Linked DNA regions of Gossypium raimondii: region 2 is linked to region 1. A link is a contact called in public Hi-C data. All regions are on one chromosome and are shown on one strand. Each heading gives the region's core, a stretch centred on a gene start, on an enhancer-like site or on the middle of the called end of the contact. The rest is flanking DNA. Distances are from core to core; before and after follow the strand shown.

Evidence for each region. A called contact is a pair of places that touch in the nucleus more often than the background predicts.
Region 2: a contact with region 1 is called in a Hi-C map of leaf, with 1.7 times the contacts expected there. The contact joins the promoter of LOC105784509 here to the promoter of LOC105784443 in region 1. A contact is called at or near these places in 2 of 2 Hi-C or Micro-C datasets (both in leaf).

The regions. Positions count from the first base shown.
Region 1 is chr1:15,931,099-15,938,231 of ASM2569854v1, reverse strand. LOC105784443 reads left to right here and starts at 3,380. Exons shown (of 3, transcript XM_012610330.2): 1 at 3,380-3,951; 2 at 4,038-4,138; 3 at 4,376-5,296. The coding sequence starts at 3,452. The coding sequence ends at 5,055.
Region 2 is chr1:16,169,981-16,177,456 of ASM2569854v1, reverse strand. LOC105784509 (filament-like plant protein 4) reads left to right here and starts at 5,773. Exons shown (of 6, transcript XM_012610427.2): 1 at 5,773-6,027; 2 at 7,332-7,476. The coding sequence starts at 7,353.

The DNA.
Region 1 (7,133 bases), core at 2,131-4,630:
CATATCATCCACGTGACAGTCCACATGTATGCCACATTGCAAAGTTAACAACCGTAAATTTTTTCATCATTTTTGGGGTGGATTGACAAAAAATATAAATTTAATAATTAAAAAAGACAAAAATTTAAATGAAAAATTAAATTTTTTTTTTTTTTTGTAAAATTGGAAAACCAAAATAATCATTATGCCAAAGGAAAATGATTAAGAAGAGAAGCTATGGCACACCACAACCTCCTTCATCCTCAACATCATTCTCTGCGAAAAGTATCCTTTAGAACGACCATGAAATCAATTAAGGAACATTTTACTGGACTGGGCCTAATACCGATCCAAGTAATTTCAAATTTGTATGATACGAGTTTGACATTCAAGTAATTATAAATGGGATCAAATTTGAGAAATCTGATTGAATTATTCTAATTTCCAAAAGTGGCATGGTAGAGCCACACAACACATGGGAGGTCAGCTGTTAGGTAAGCTTGTACAATATATAAACAGTCCATAAAACATCACGACAACCGCAAAACATTATAAGTTTCAGTCCCAGTTTTATGCAGCTCCAAATGTGATGATAAGATAAAGAGGAACATGGTCCGCCAACTAATATGAGCCAAAGCTGCACATGGCTGGTTTTTCTGCTACACTCACGAACCCCTCTTTCTTGCCTCTACTATGCCAATTATAATTAATATATATATATATATATATATATATCTCACCATAGCTTGTACGAGCAATATGTATGTATGTGGTTAATATGATATTATTATAGACGAAGCTATCAATGGATTGGGTTTTATACAGGTAATGCAATAATTTAGTAATAACATTTTTGGGGGATTCGTTAGTTTATTTTGTTTAATTAGTGGTTCCATAATGGATCAGTTAGGGAGTGATTTGGTTCCTGTAGTGGCTCAAGACAAGGGGACAATGCTTTACTTTTTTGAGCCAATGGTTGGCCAAATCCGTATCGGAGTTTCAACAACTCTTTGGAAATTAAAAATATATATATTCTCTTAAACATTCATTGAAAGTAATAACCCATTCCATCCAATCCAACACGTCCCGTAAACATAAATTTGAATAAAGTGAACATCACTACGTACTAAAGCCAGACAGGCTTCAGTTAATATCCCAAAATCCATTTATACCACCATGAACCAAAACTTGGAGCGAGTGAGTCAAAATGTGAGGCCTACAAGCAGGTTGTGAGGAATGTATAGGGGCAAAGTTATAAGGTAGGGCATCTGGGGAGTATGGGGAGCTGGTTGTCGTTGAAATTTGAGTGCATGCACTCCCGCTATTGATAGCGATTAGTTGGGCACAAGAGGCTTTGGAATACGCACAATGGCACAGGGGATCCTTTTTTTCCCTTTCTGCGTGTCTTATATGACGTGGTCTTTGGCTCATGCTCTTTTATCTTTTTGCCAATTTTTGGAATCTGGTCCCTTATTTTTCTACATCATTATGCTACACTATCTAACCTACTACTCCACATCCCTGTTCTTTCTTCCTTTCTTTATATATATTGTCCAATGTCTTGAACATTAGAAATTATAAAGATAAGAAAAATACAGTAGAACCGCTTCCGCCAACCATTTGCTCCATAATGACATCAGAGAATCAAATTAAATGGATGCCTACTACCAAAAGCAATGTTAATTTGTTCATGGAATACATACCACTTTGAGATCGAGATTGAAAGTAACTTTTGCATTTAATAGCTTTTTTATTTCTCATAGAACCACAAAAATTAGAAAGGTATCGGTCTAGAGAAAGCCATTAGACCAATTGACTTGGGAACTAGACGATGGAACTAATTATTTATTTTTAATACCTTTTAATGTTTTATTTAATTTAATTGGATTGACCAATTAAACTGGTCGAACCGACAAATCGGTGGCCTGACTTATTTAACCACCGATTTAGTTCTAAAAGCTATGGTCAAAATATTTCATATTGGCATATGTTAATAGTTGGATAAACACATTTTTGTTTGATAATATCTAAATGTACCAAAAATGCTTTATATTATCCCGTACTTAAAAAATTGGATATAAAATTTTAAAAAATAATAATAATTTATCAATAATAAGGAGCGGGCCCCATAACTATCGCTTTATTTGTGGAAGATCGAGAAGATTTTATTCAACATGAAAATGAGTCTAACGATCTGATGACTATTCTCATTATCCAACAGTGGGTATGATGTCATGTGTTTTTTGGGTTTAAATGAATTTTTTTAAAATTTAAAATTTTATATTTTTAATATTTTTATAGTTTGTTAAAAATTTTATATTATTTATAAGTTTTTATTAATTTTTATAGAATTTTAAATATATTTTATTAATTTCATAGTTTTTATAATTATTAGATTTTTATCATTTTTAAAAAGTTTTTATGATTTTTATAATTTTTATAAGTTTATATCAATTTTAATATTTTATTAATTTTATAAAATTTTTATAACTTATTAGAATTTTATAATATTTATAAGTTATTATTAAATTTTATAAATTTATATAAATATTTTAATATTTTATAATATTTTAATAATTTTAGTAATTTTAATCATTTTTATGAGAAAAATAGTATAGTAAGCCAAAAGTTACTATATATCACAATTTGATTGGTTTATCAATTTATTTTAATGATCAACGTGGTCAACCACAAATTCCATTAAATGAGATTCTTAATTGATTATTTTAATTAATAGTAGGGCTTAATTTGATGTGAAATGACTTAATTGATTTTTCTCTTTTTTATGGGTGTTTTTGACATACAAAACTTTTTAAAATTATTTGTGTTAAAGTATTAGCACACTAACATCATTAAAAATAAAATAAAATTTTAGTCAAATATTTTAGTAAAAAACAAAGATAAATTGATAAAATATAAACGTATACATTCCTTAATTTTCTCTTAAGAATTCCAAACCTCTAATTAACAATGCATGATAAGAACATTAGCTTCCTAAATTCAACCCTTGCTAGAACTTTTAAGAAAATTAGCATCAAAACAAATATCGACTAAGTTTCAATCAAATTTATTATATTTTCAACTTCAATTTTTCTAAAAACTTACAACGTAAATATTAGACGAAGGCCCTCATAGCCGTCTGAAAACCATAAATAAAGTGCCGGCCATTCACTAAAACAGTGGAGAACCGTTCGATCGGATGACTTCTCCATTGATGGAGTCCAAAATCATTAGATGGACCGTCACGTCGTGACTTGTATCAGTGGTCCAAAACTTAAGCACTTGTACACAGATAAAGGAGAGAGTTGTATAATATAATAATAATAACATTAATGCAATAAATATGCAGCGACCCCACTCCCACCCTCCTCAATTTTCCTCCTTATTACCACTCTCAGATCCCACCCCATTTGCCCACAAAAGTTATAAGAAAAGCGAAAGAGCTGAATCTACACTTGTATTATTATTTATTATGGCTCTGCTGACTTTCTTGCCGGAGGCGGCGGCGGAGCCCATGAAACAACCGCCGAAGCGCCGGAGAAAGCAAGTGAAAAAGCAAAAGCAACCCACCACGTCTTCTTGGGATCAAATCAAGAACTTGCTCACTTGCAAACAGATGGAAGGGTCCAAAGTCCACGACCCTTCGAAGAACAATAACCCGGCGCCGCCTCATCATCATCAACATGGCTACTCAAAGCTGGGTTCCTCTTGTAGCTCCATCTGCAGCTTCAGGGACGTAGTTCATGGCAACACGAGGGTTGTTCACAGAGCTGATAACTCACCTGAGAGTAGCACAATAGGTCAAGAAACTGCGCTGCTCAGACGCAAAGCTGTTAATGGGTCGTCGTCGCGGTCCTTGTCGGGGTCAACAAGATCCAATAACAGCACCACCACCTCGTCTTCTTCAAGAGCTATTCAATTCAGGAAGCTTTCTGGGTGTTATGAATGTCATACGATCGTTGACCCCAGCAGGTATAGTATATAAATATAGAATAAAATAATTTGAATTTTTTTTCTCATTTTCCAGAACTTAATTTAGAAAATGTGAAAAATTGCAGGTATCCATCGTCAAGAACAAGTATCTGTGGCTGCTCACAGTGCGGAGAGGTGTTCCCAAAAATTGAAAGCTTGGAACTTCATCAAGCAGTTCGCCATGCAGGTACTGTAATTTCTGTACCTATTACTTAAGTCATTAAAATTGTTTATCCAAAGTTACAAAAATTAAAATGAAAACTTTGCAACTTGGACAAATCAGTGGGTTAAATTGCCCACCACCCATTTCGGAAATGACTGAGGCATATGACGTGGCAAGTAGTGTGTAATGGTAACGCTAAATTTGCAGGGTTTTATGTTTATTATTTTCTTTTAATTTGATCCCAGTCTTTTGTTGGTTTAGTTTCGGAGTTGGGTCCAGAAGATTCGGGCCGGAACATTGTGGAAATTATTTTCAAATCCAGCTGGCTAAAGAAGGACAATCCGATCTGTAAGATCGAACGGATATTGAAAGTCCACAACAACCAACGCACCATCCAACGGTTCGAGGACTGCCGCGACGCAGTGAAAACGCGCGCCCTTAATAGCACCAGAAAGAACCCCAGGTGCGCCGCTGACGGCAACGAACTCCTCCGTTTCCATTGCACAACCTTGTCCTGCTCCCTCGGCGCGCGCGGCTCCTCCAGCTTGTGCGGCTCCATCCCCGGCTGCGGCGTCTGCACCATTATCAGACAAGGGTTCCAAAACAAAGGCGGAGGGACCGCGCCAGCCGCAGAATTCAAGGGTGTCGTCACAACGGCTAGTAGCGGTAGGGCCCACGACTCAATTAAGCGTACGGACGGACGTAGGGCCATGCTGGTTTGCCGTGTGATCGCGGGAAGGGTGAAGCGAGTGGCGGATGAAGCGCCGCCGTTGGAGGACGAGAATAGCAGCGGCGTATCTTCCTCGGCTGGTTCGTACGACTCTGTAGCTGCGTACGCCGGGGTTTACTCCAATCTGGAGGAGCTAGTTGTCTTTAATGCAAGGGCTATCCTTCCTTGTTTCGTAGTCATTTACAAAGCACTTGAATCTGGACTGATATGAAAACTCAAAATATCTTTACTTTCATAGAATTAGTCTAATCAAACGATGCTCATTAACAGTGTACATAAACTTTGATCTTACGTTGTGGCACACGGGATCAAACCCCCCTTTCTTTTTGGAATTGAATTATAATGTTTATTAGCTCAACTGCTTAACCGCATGCGTGGCAGCTGATTCCTGTCGCGCCAAATTAAATATTTCTGTGTAATAAATAGACAAAGCAACGCCAAAATTTTCCTCCTCTTCTGCTACTGAGTCTCTATATTTTATGATTTGACTATTTTAAATTTAAAATTTTAATCTTCCGTCAAATTCATTAAGTTTTTTTTTTTGTGACAATAAATTTTTAAGTTTTGCTATTTTTACATATTACTCTCTAAGATTTTAGTTAATGGATTAACAATATTTATTTATTTTAAGATTAAAATTTTAAAATTAAAAAGTTTAAGGACTTACAATGATCTAATTAGAGAATATAGACTAAATCTACAGTTAAACGCATAGTATAGGACTAGTAATTAAATTTAACTAAATCAATAGATGAGAACTAAAATGTCAAAAGTATAAGGATTAAATTTGACCAATTTAAAAAGGAACTAAAGTTGATAGAACTAAATCTATAACAAAATTTAACCAATGGTAAAATGCAGCCATTGAATCGTCTCCTTTCACAGCCTTAATTCACTTACCTACCCACTCTGCATTTTTTATGGGTTGAAGGTACCAAAGATAAATTAGAATTATTATATAATATATACCGATAAATAATTTTTTTCAAAAAATTGTCACATATTTGGTTTTTTAAAAAAATATTAAAAAATTCAACAATTGTCGTTTTAATGATTTCCCATGTATAAACCTGAGATAATTGAGAAGAGGAAAAAGAAATGTATTGAAGAGCAGCACAATTAAGCGGCACGTGAGATTATCTTGGAAGAATTGCAAAGGATTGAGAAAACGAGGTGAATGAAGAAATGGCGGACACGTGCACAATCAATGCGTTCTTCTTGTTTTATGTGCTTTTTGTAATTTTCCTATAAAACTTTAATTACTGTAATCTCCCTAAACTATTTTTTAATATTGGACTCGCTGTCATCAATTTTAAAATATTTATGATAAAACCCATTGGGGAAGGATTTAAGTGTGTAATCTTTTTTTATAAATTAATATTCACAAGTTAATCCAATTGTTACTGAACTTGAATTGCTTGATTTAAATTTTTAACCCTTAATTGTTGTTAAATTTTTGCATATAAATCGTGGAATAATTAATTTTTAAGACAATGATTTTAATAGGATTAATATATTATCTTTTACAAAGTATAATGATTATATTTTATAAATTAAAGTGATTAATTTTTAAATTTTTGGGTGAAATACATAATTAAATAAAAGATGGAATTTAAGAAGGTAAATAAAAATCAAGCAGTGAGGGTAAGGTGGGCATCGTTAGCCCTAATCAAAGTTGTTGAAGAGAGCTACCATTAGTTTCATTCAATACTTAAATAGAATAAGTAATTAATTTGATCCTTTGCTTAATTCTAGTTTTGGTATTGCTTCTCCAAATGACATAATTATCAAACAGATAGGTTGCCTTATGATTTAGAATTATTTTCAACTAATTTTGCCAATATGTTAATACAATTAGAATAAAAATACAACTCAGTTTACCAATGGATAAGCCAGTCATTGGCGGTTGGAGCAATATTTGCGAGCAACTATTAGGTAAGATGCCAGAGAGGTTTTTTGCTAGCCAGATAGAGATGAAATGGTTGGAACAAAGTTTCAATTATCTCGACAACTCTGCGACTGCCCTTAAAAAAGAACAATACGCCTAAGCATAAATCCTGAGGTTAATCAGGGGTGTTCTAATGCCTGATAAATCTCAAACTCTGGTACATTTAGGGTCGCTACTATAACTCGTCAACTTGAAAGAAGCAACACGACTCAATTGGGGATTAACTGTGTTTGACATGTTGTATCGAGAGATGTGTCAGGCAACACAACCACAAAAAAAAGTAAAATCAGTGGTTACATACTCCTTCTGTAGTCATGGGCATGGTATTGACTTACGAGGGA
Region 2 (7,476 bases), core at 4,524-7,023, 240 kb before region 1:
ACAATGAACACCAACCAAGTCTAAGCAATACTCAAACTTGGTTATAGGAAGTGACTTAGTTATCATATCTGCAGGATTTTCATGAGTACTAATTTTGCTCACAACAATATCACCACGAGCAATAATATCACGAACAAAATGATACCGAACATCAATGTGTTTTGTTCTCTCACGAAACATTTGATCTTTTGTAAGGAAGATGGCACTCTGACTGTCACAAAATACTGTATTGATTTGAAGGTCTTCATTGAGTTCACTAAAGAGTCCCTTCAACCATATAGCTTCTTTACAAGCCTCAGTAATCGCCATGTACTCAGCTTCAGTGGTAGACAAAGCGACTGTAGTTTGCAAACTGGCTTTCCAACTGATTGCACAACCTCCGATTGTAAAGACTTAACCGGTGAGAGATCTTCTTCTATCGAGGTCCCTAGCAAAATCAGCATCAACATACCCAATGACTCCATCTCTAGTTCTTCCAAACTGTAAGCAAACATCGGTAGTACCTCGTAAGTATCTTAAAACCCACTGAACTACTTTTTATTGTTCTTTACCAGGATTCGCCATGTATCTGCTAACTGCACTAACTGCATATCATAAATCTGGACGTGAACAAACCATGGCATACATGAGAGATCCCACTGCACTAGAGTGTGGAACATGTAACATGTACTCAATCTCATCATCTGATTGTGGAGATAAAGCCGATGAAAGTCTAAAATGGGCTGCTAAAGGAGTACTAACAGGCTTAGCATTCTGCATATTGAATTTGGAAAGAACTTTCTCAATGTACCCTTTCTGACTTAGATACAATTTACTTGCTTTTCTATCCCTAAGAATCTCCATACCAAGTATCTTCTTTGCTGGTCCCAAGTCTTTCATCTCAAATTCTTCACTTAGTTGGGCTTTGACCTTTCTTATCTCTCCTTTATCTTTCGCTGCTATCAACATGTCACCAACATAAAGGAGTAGATACACAAAAGAACCATCACTGTTTTTCTTAAAATAAACACAACTGTCAAAGCTACTTCTTTTAAAATCATGAGAAGTCATAAAGGAATCAAACCTCTTATACCACTGTCTTGGTGACTGTTTCAAACCGTAAAGGGACTTTTTCAACAAGCAAACATAGTCCTCTTTTTCTGAAACTATAAAACCCTCTGGTTGTTGCATGTAAATATCCTCCTCAAGTTCTCCATGCAAAAATGTAGTTTTTACATCTAACTGCTCAAGCTCCAAATCATGCATGGCCATAATACCAAGCAAAGCTCGAATCGAACTATACTTCACAACTGGAGAGAACACATCTGTGAAGTCCACTCCTAGAATTTGACTATAACCCTTTGCAACAAGCCTTGCTTTATATCTGGGTTCTTCAACTCTTGGAGTCCCCTCTTTCTTTTTAAACATCCATTTACAACGAACAACCTTTTACCTTTAGGAAGTTTCACTAGATCCCATGTTTGATTTTTGTGTAGTGATTCCATCTCCTATTGCATAGCAAACATCCACTTTTCTGAGTCTTTACAACTAACCGCCTCAGAATAATTAGATGGCTCTTAATTTGCATCTATATCTTCAGCCACATTTAAAGCATAAGCACTAGATTAGCCTCGGCATACTTCTTTGGAGGTTTAATTTCTCTTCTTGTTCTATTTTTGGCGATAGAGTATTGTGGTGAAGAAGCAACTCTATTTTGAATTTTTGTACTGGCTTTAGTAGTCGACTCTGTTGTAGATTCTAGATCAATCTGATGCTCCACCTGCTTTTGATTTTCTTTATTGGAAGAGTCTTTAAGAGATAAGTTAGGTAGCATAGCAATTTCATCAAAAACAACATCTCTGCTAATCACAACTTTTCTATTTTCAGGACACCATAACTTATACCCTTTTACACCAGCTTTATAACCAAGAAAAACACATTTAATAGATCTTGGTTCCAATTTTCCATTATCAACATGAGCATACGCAGGACAACCAAAGATCTTTAAATCAGAATTGTCAGCAGGATTACCAGACCATACCTCTTGTGGAATCTTTTTCTCAATGGCAACGGATGGAGATCGATTGATTAAAAAACATGCAGTAGAGGCTGCTTCTGCCTAAAATGACTTTGATAAGTTGGTATTTGACAACATACATCGAACATTCTCCATGATCGTTCTGTTCATTAGTTCTACAACGCCGTTTTGCTGTGGAGTATGACGAACTGTCAACTGTCTCATGATCCCTTCTGACTGGCACAGTTTATTAAATTCATCAGAACAGAACTCTAAGCCATTGTCTGTGTGGAGATATTTTATTTGCTTTCCCGTCTGCTTTTCAATCATGGTTTTCCAAGACTTAAATGCGGAAAACACATCGCTTTTCTGCTTCAGGAAGAACGCCCACACTTTTCTTGAAAAATCATCAATAAAAGTTAGCATATAATTAGCTCCACCTCTCGAAGGCACTCTGGATGGCCTCCATAGATCAGAATGTATATACTCTAACGTTCCATTCGTGTTATGGATTCCTCTAGTGAATCGAACTCTCTTTTGCTTCCCAAAAATGCAGTGCTCACAGAACTTCAGTTTGCAAATTCCGTGCCCATCAAGAAGTTCTCTTTTGCTCAATTCTACCATGCCATTCTCACTCATATGCCCTAGGCGCATATGCCAAAGTTTAGTAATATCATCATCTGACAAGGAAGAGGATGACACAGCTACATCACCAGTAACAGTAGAACCCTGCAAAACATATAACTTGGCAGTCTTTCTCTGCCCTTTCATCACAATGAGAGAACCTTTGGAAATTTTCAAAACCTCACTTTCAGCTGTGTATTTGTACCCTTTTGAATCAAGGGTACTCAATGAAATTAAATTTCTCTTTAATTTTGGAACATGTCGTACGTCACTGAGTGTTCTGACAACTCCATCAAACATTTTAACTCTAATTGTTCCAACACCTACAATTCTACATGAAGCATTATTTCCCATCAACACAATACCTTCAAACACTATTTTATAAGTTGTAAACCAATCCCGATTGAGACTAATGTGGAAGGTGCAACCCGAATCAAGGATCCACTCCTCGCTCGCTTTGGAATTGTTGACAGAAACGACTAGAAGTTCACCATCGCTGTAATCTTCTACAACATCAGCTTTACCAGAATTTTCTAGTTGTTTTCCATTTTGAATCGCAGCCTCCTTTTTTATCTTATTCTGTAGCTTATAGCACTCAGATTTAATGTGCCATTTCTTCTTGCAAAAGTTACAAGTTTTACCTCTGTTTGAAGACTTCGATCTACCTTTAGATTTACTGCGAGGATTCCGTTCCTGTGTCCTTCCACGATCATCATCAGCATTCCGATCTTGTCTCCCACAAACAATAAGACCCTCTCCCTGAGAGTCGATTTTAACCACAAGATGCTTCATCTTATCATACGAGGTTAAAGAATCATAAACCTCATCAACTGTGAGAGACTCGCGGCTATATAAAATCGTATCTCTAAAGGTTGAATAAGACGGGGGCAACGAACAAAGTAGAATCAGCCCTAGATCTTCCTTATCATACTGAACCTCCATGGCCTCCAAGTTTGAGAGAATTTCTTTGAACACTGTTAAGTGTTCGTGCACAGATGCACCTTCCTCCAAATGATGGGCATAAAGACGCTGCTTCATATGTAGTTTGCTAGTTAGAGTTTTCGACATACATATCTGTTCCAACCTCTTCTATAATCCAGCGGCAGTATTTTCCTTCATCACATCCTGCAAAAATTCGTTAGACAAATGCAGATGTAACTGTGTTAATGCCTTTCGATCATTGCGCTTCTTCTCTTCTTCCGTCAAAGTTGAAGGCATCTTATCTACCCCTAGTAGGGCTTCCTCTAAGTCCATCTGTGCAAGAACTGCTTACATCTTTATCTGACACAATGCAAATCTGGTGTTGCGATCCAACAGCGAAATTTCGTACTTCAAAGACGTCATTACCGTGATTGAGATGAACAATCCGGAAGCTCTGATACCAATTTGAGAAAAATATAATGTCGGCAATGACAATATATCGCAAAGAAAAATAGAAATAGAAAAATAAAGAACACACAAATTTTACGTGGAAACCCTTTCGGGAAAAAACCACGGGCAGAGGAGAAGAAAATTCACTATGTCGAAAACTTAATTACAAGAGGAGTAGACTATGCCTATTTATAGGCTTGTAAACCTTATTCTAATAGGAGTGAAACTTCTTATTCAAATAATATAAAATAGATGGAGTTTAATAAGGTTTAGAAACCTTATTCTAAAATAAAATAAAAGAAGTATAATTCTATAGGGATTTTACTTTTATTTTATTTTACCACAATATTTTATTTAAATAAGGATTTGGGTCACTTAATTCTAACAGTTGATGGTTCATTCTAAAGACTAAACAAATTAGTGTTGGAGTTATTGCAAGGGATTTTCATGGCAAGTTGGTTGACGGGCAAGGATGAGTATAGTTGCAATGCCACCTAATTAAGGTAAAGGTCGTTCCTATTTTGGTCCACTTTTAATTTTTTTTTGTTAATTTGGTCTCAGCCAGAAATAAATTTGATCAAATTTGTCACTCCACCTTTAAAATGATAATGGAAGACTAATGTATTTTTTTAGTGACCAAAATAGTAACAATGCCTATTTAAAATGTTTACCGAGTAAATTTTCCTAATTTTAAAATGATGAAAATGAGAACCACTCTAATTTAAAAGAACTAAAATAAGAAATGCACATTGACATTCTATTAAGAAATACACAATCAACATTCTATTACTATTTAATTGGAAGTAATTTAATCTAGCAAAACTAGTGTTGTAAAGCAAAGATTAGAGAGCAGGATATAACCAAATTCGGTAGACAACAAAATCCTGTAATTGGGGTCCAACATCACTAACATTAAATTACATGTCCCGAATACCAACGTACTAAAGCAATTTCAATGGTGGAGATGCGGTTACACATGGCAATAGATGCAGCGATGGAGCATGGTAGCAGACAATATTTGATTAAAACAAATCCTCATTATTAGCTGTAACGAGTAGTGACGGCGGTCCTAAGTCGTAACATAGAAACAGAGCATTCCAAAATATCGTTTACAGCCCAGCTGTTGCTCTACCACAGTGAGTATAAATGTATTAGATTTGATTTAAAAACATAATATATTTAAATTATTAATATAAATTATAAACTTATTAAAATTATATTAATATATAAAATAATTATAACTGAAAAAAATAGCGATGAATTGCCAAAATTCACTTCTCATTCTTTATTTTTTTAACATAATGAATTATTTAGTTTTTCAATTTTATAAATAAAATCATTTTAATTTTTATCTTTTTAATCTTTAAATTTATTTTGTTTGTCAAACTACTCAAAAATGGATGATTACTAATGTGACATACACGTGAGTTATCGGTAGATATCATGTCGTAAGTAATTAATTATTTAAAATTTAGAAAATTATGTAAAATATATTTTTAATATTTTAATTTTTTAAAATGACGTACAGATTAATGCATGTAGGTTGCGAGGTGTGTCATCAATAAGATTAACAAATGTTAAAAATTTCACCTATTTTGAGATAATGAGGATAAAAAGATGGGGGGATTAGTATATTTTTATTATATGTTTAAGAATAAATAGGATATAAAATGATTTAGATTAATATGATTAAAAATAAAAGGTTTATAGATGGAAAGTCCTAAAATCTAGTATGTGTATTCGTACACTGGCCTGTTATTAATGAACAAAAACCAAAAACACTGGCATTTAATTTTTATTTGCAGAAAACTAGTAACAATCTCAAAGCCGAATTGGTTTTGTAACTTTTGCTCTATTGCCCCAACGCCACCACCACGGTCCCACTCCCTCCTCCTCCGCCATTGCCACCACTTCTTTCACTTCCTCAAAACACTGAAACCAATAACCCCAAAACCCACAAATTTGGATCTTAACTTTAAATCTCAAACAACACTCTTTTGTTCATACTGTACAAACCTTCATTTCTGATTCTCAAGGTAAGTCAAGTTTATGAAATAATGCGAGTTCTAAAATGCTTCTTTCTTTCGTTCTTTCCTTTTTTTAACTTTTCATTTGCTTGTTTGTTTGGTTTAAGCATAAAGGTTGATGGTCAAAGCACAGTTGTAGTGTGTAGTGAGTAAAAATGGAAAACTTATGTTTTTCCCTCTGCCCTTAGTTTTTGTTCCTTTCTGGTTTCTTTTAATTGCAAGACAAATAGATGTCAGGTTTTATGCAGACTAAAATGTTTCATTTGAGATGCTCTTTTTTTCTTTTTTTTTTTTGTCGGTGAGGTTTCAATTTTTAATGTTTTGCTTGATATGAAGCGAGCTTTTGATTCTAAGATCTTTTGCTTTTTGATTAGATCTTCTTTTTGCATTTCAACTGAAGCCATTGATGAACTTGGTTTTGCTCTGATTCGATTCACAACACTTTGAAACACTGACGATCTTACTTGTTTCTATCTAAAACCATGGCGTTTATATTTATGTTGTACGATAATGAATGGATGTCACACGGTGCCTTTTTTCTTCTTCTTCTTCTTCCCTTTTCAGTTCTAAATTGATGGCTTGTCTTTTTCTTTCACGTTATTTTCAGTCCCAAATTACCACAAATACCAAACTCCTGCTGCTGCTTCATTCTAGTAGTACAATCTGCTTTGTAATTTCTCAACCTTGGAAACTTTTTTTTTATCCCCTCACATGATGCTCTGTTTGGTAGCTGAGAAAATGTAGTATAAAAGAGAAGAGCACCTTGATTTCTGACAGCTGTCTATTAATTTGATTTGGTCAAAGTAAATTCTAGTAAAAATATTAAACTTTCTTCTTAGGATTCTTGGTGACTATTAATAGTTTGGTGAATATCTACCAAAACATTATTCCATCATGCAATGTTAAAGAAATGCTACCTAACCTGATGATCCCCATTCTTAATTTTTGCTATTTCTCAGTGCATTACTAAGATTTGCATTATCTTTGGGAGGATTTATTTGAACTCTTGAGTGTTTTCGGTACCAAATATGTAAGGCAGTTAGCTTTTGGTATCATAGAACATGTTTCTGTTTATAGTCTTTGAATACGGTTTAAGAAAATTGAACTTGGTTTGAAATTGTTTTCATTTCGATTAGAAAAAGAATGTCAGAAACTTATCTGAGAGTAATACGGCCTAAATAGGGTGGCTGCAGCGTGTATCCTTAGTCATATACTATGATTTTTGGATTGGAGTGAGGCTGTGATGTTCAGTTTCCTTTTCTTTTGCAGTATATATATTTTTCTTGACAAATTATTTGGTCTTCTTGACATAGGCTATAAAGGGGTTTCAAGTAATGGACCGCCGTTGGCCTTGGAAGAAAAAATCATCTGATAAAGCTGATAAAGATGCTGCTGCTGCTGCCGCCGAAGCAGATGCTGCCGCTGCTGCTTTAGCTTCAGCTGCATCTCAAAATGATC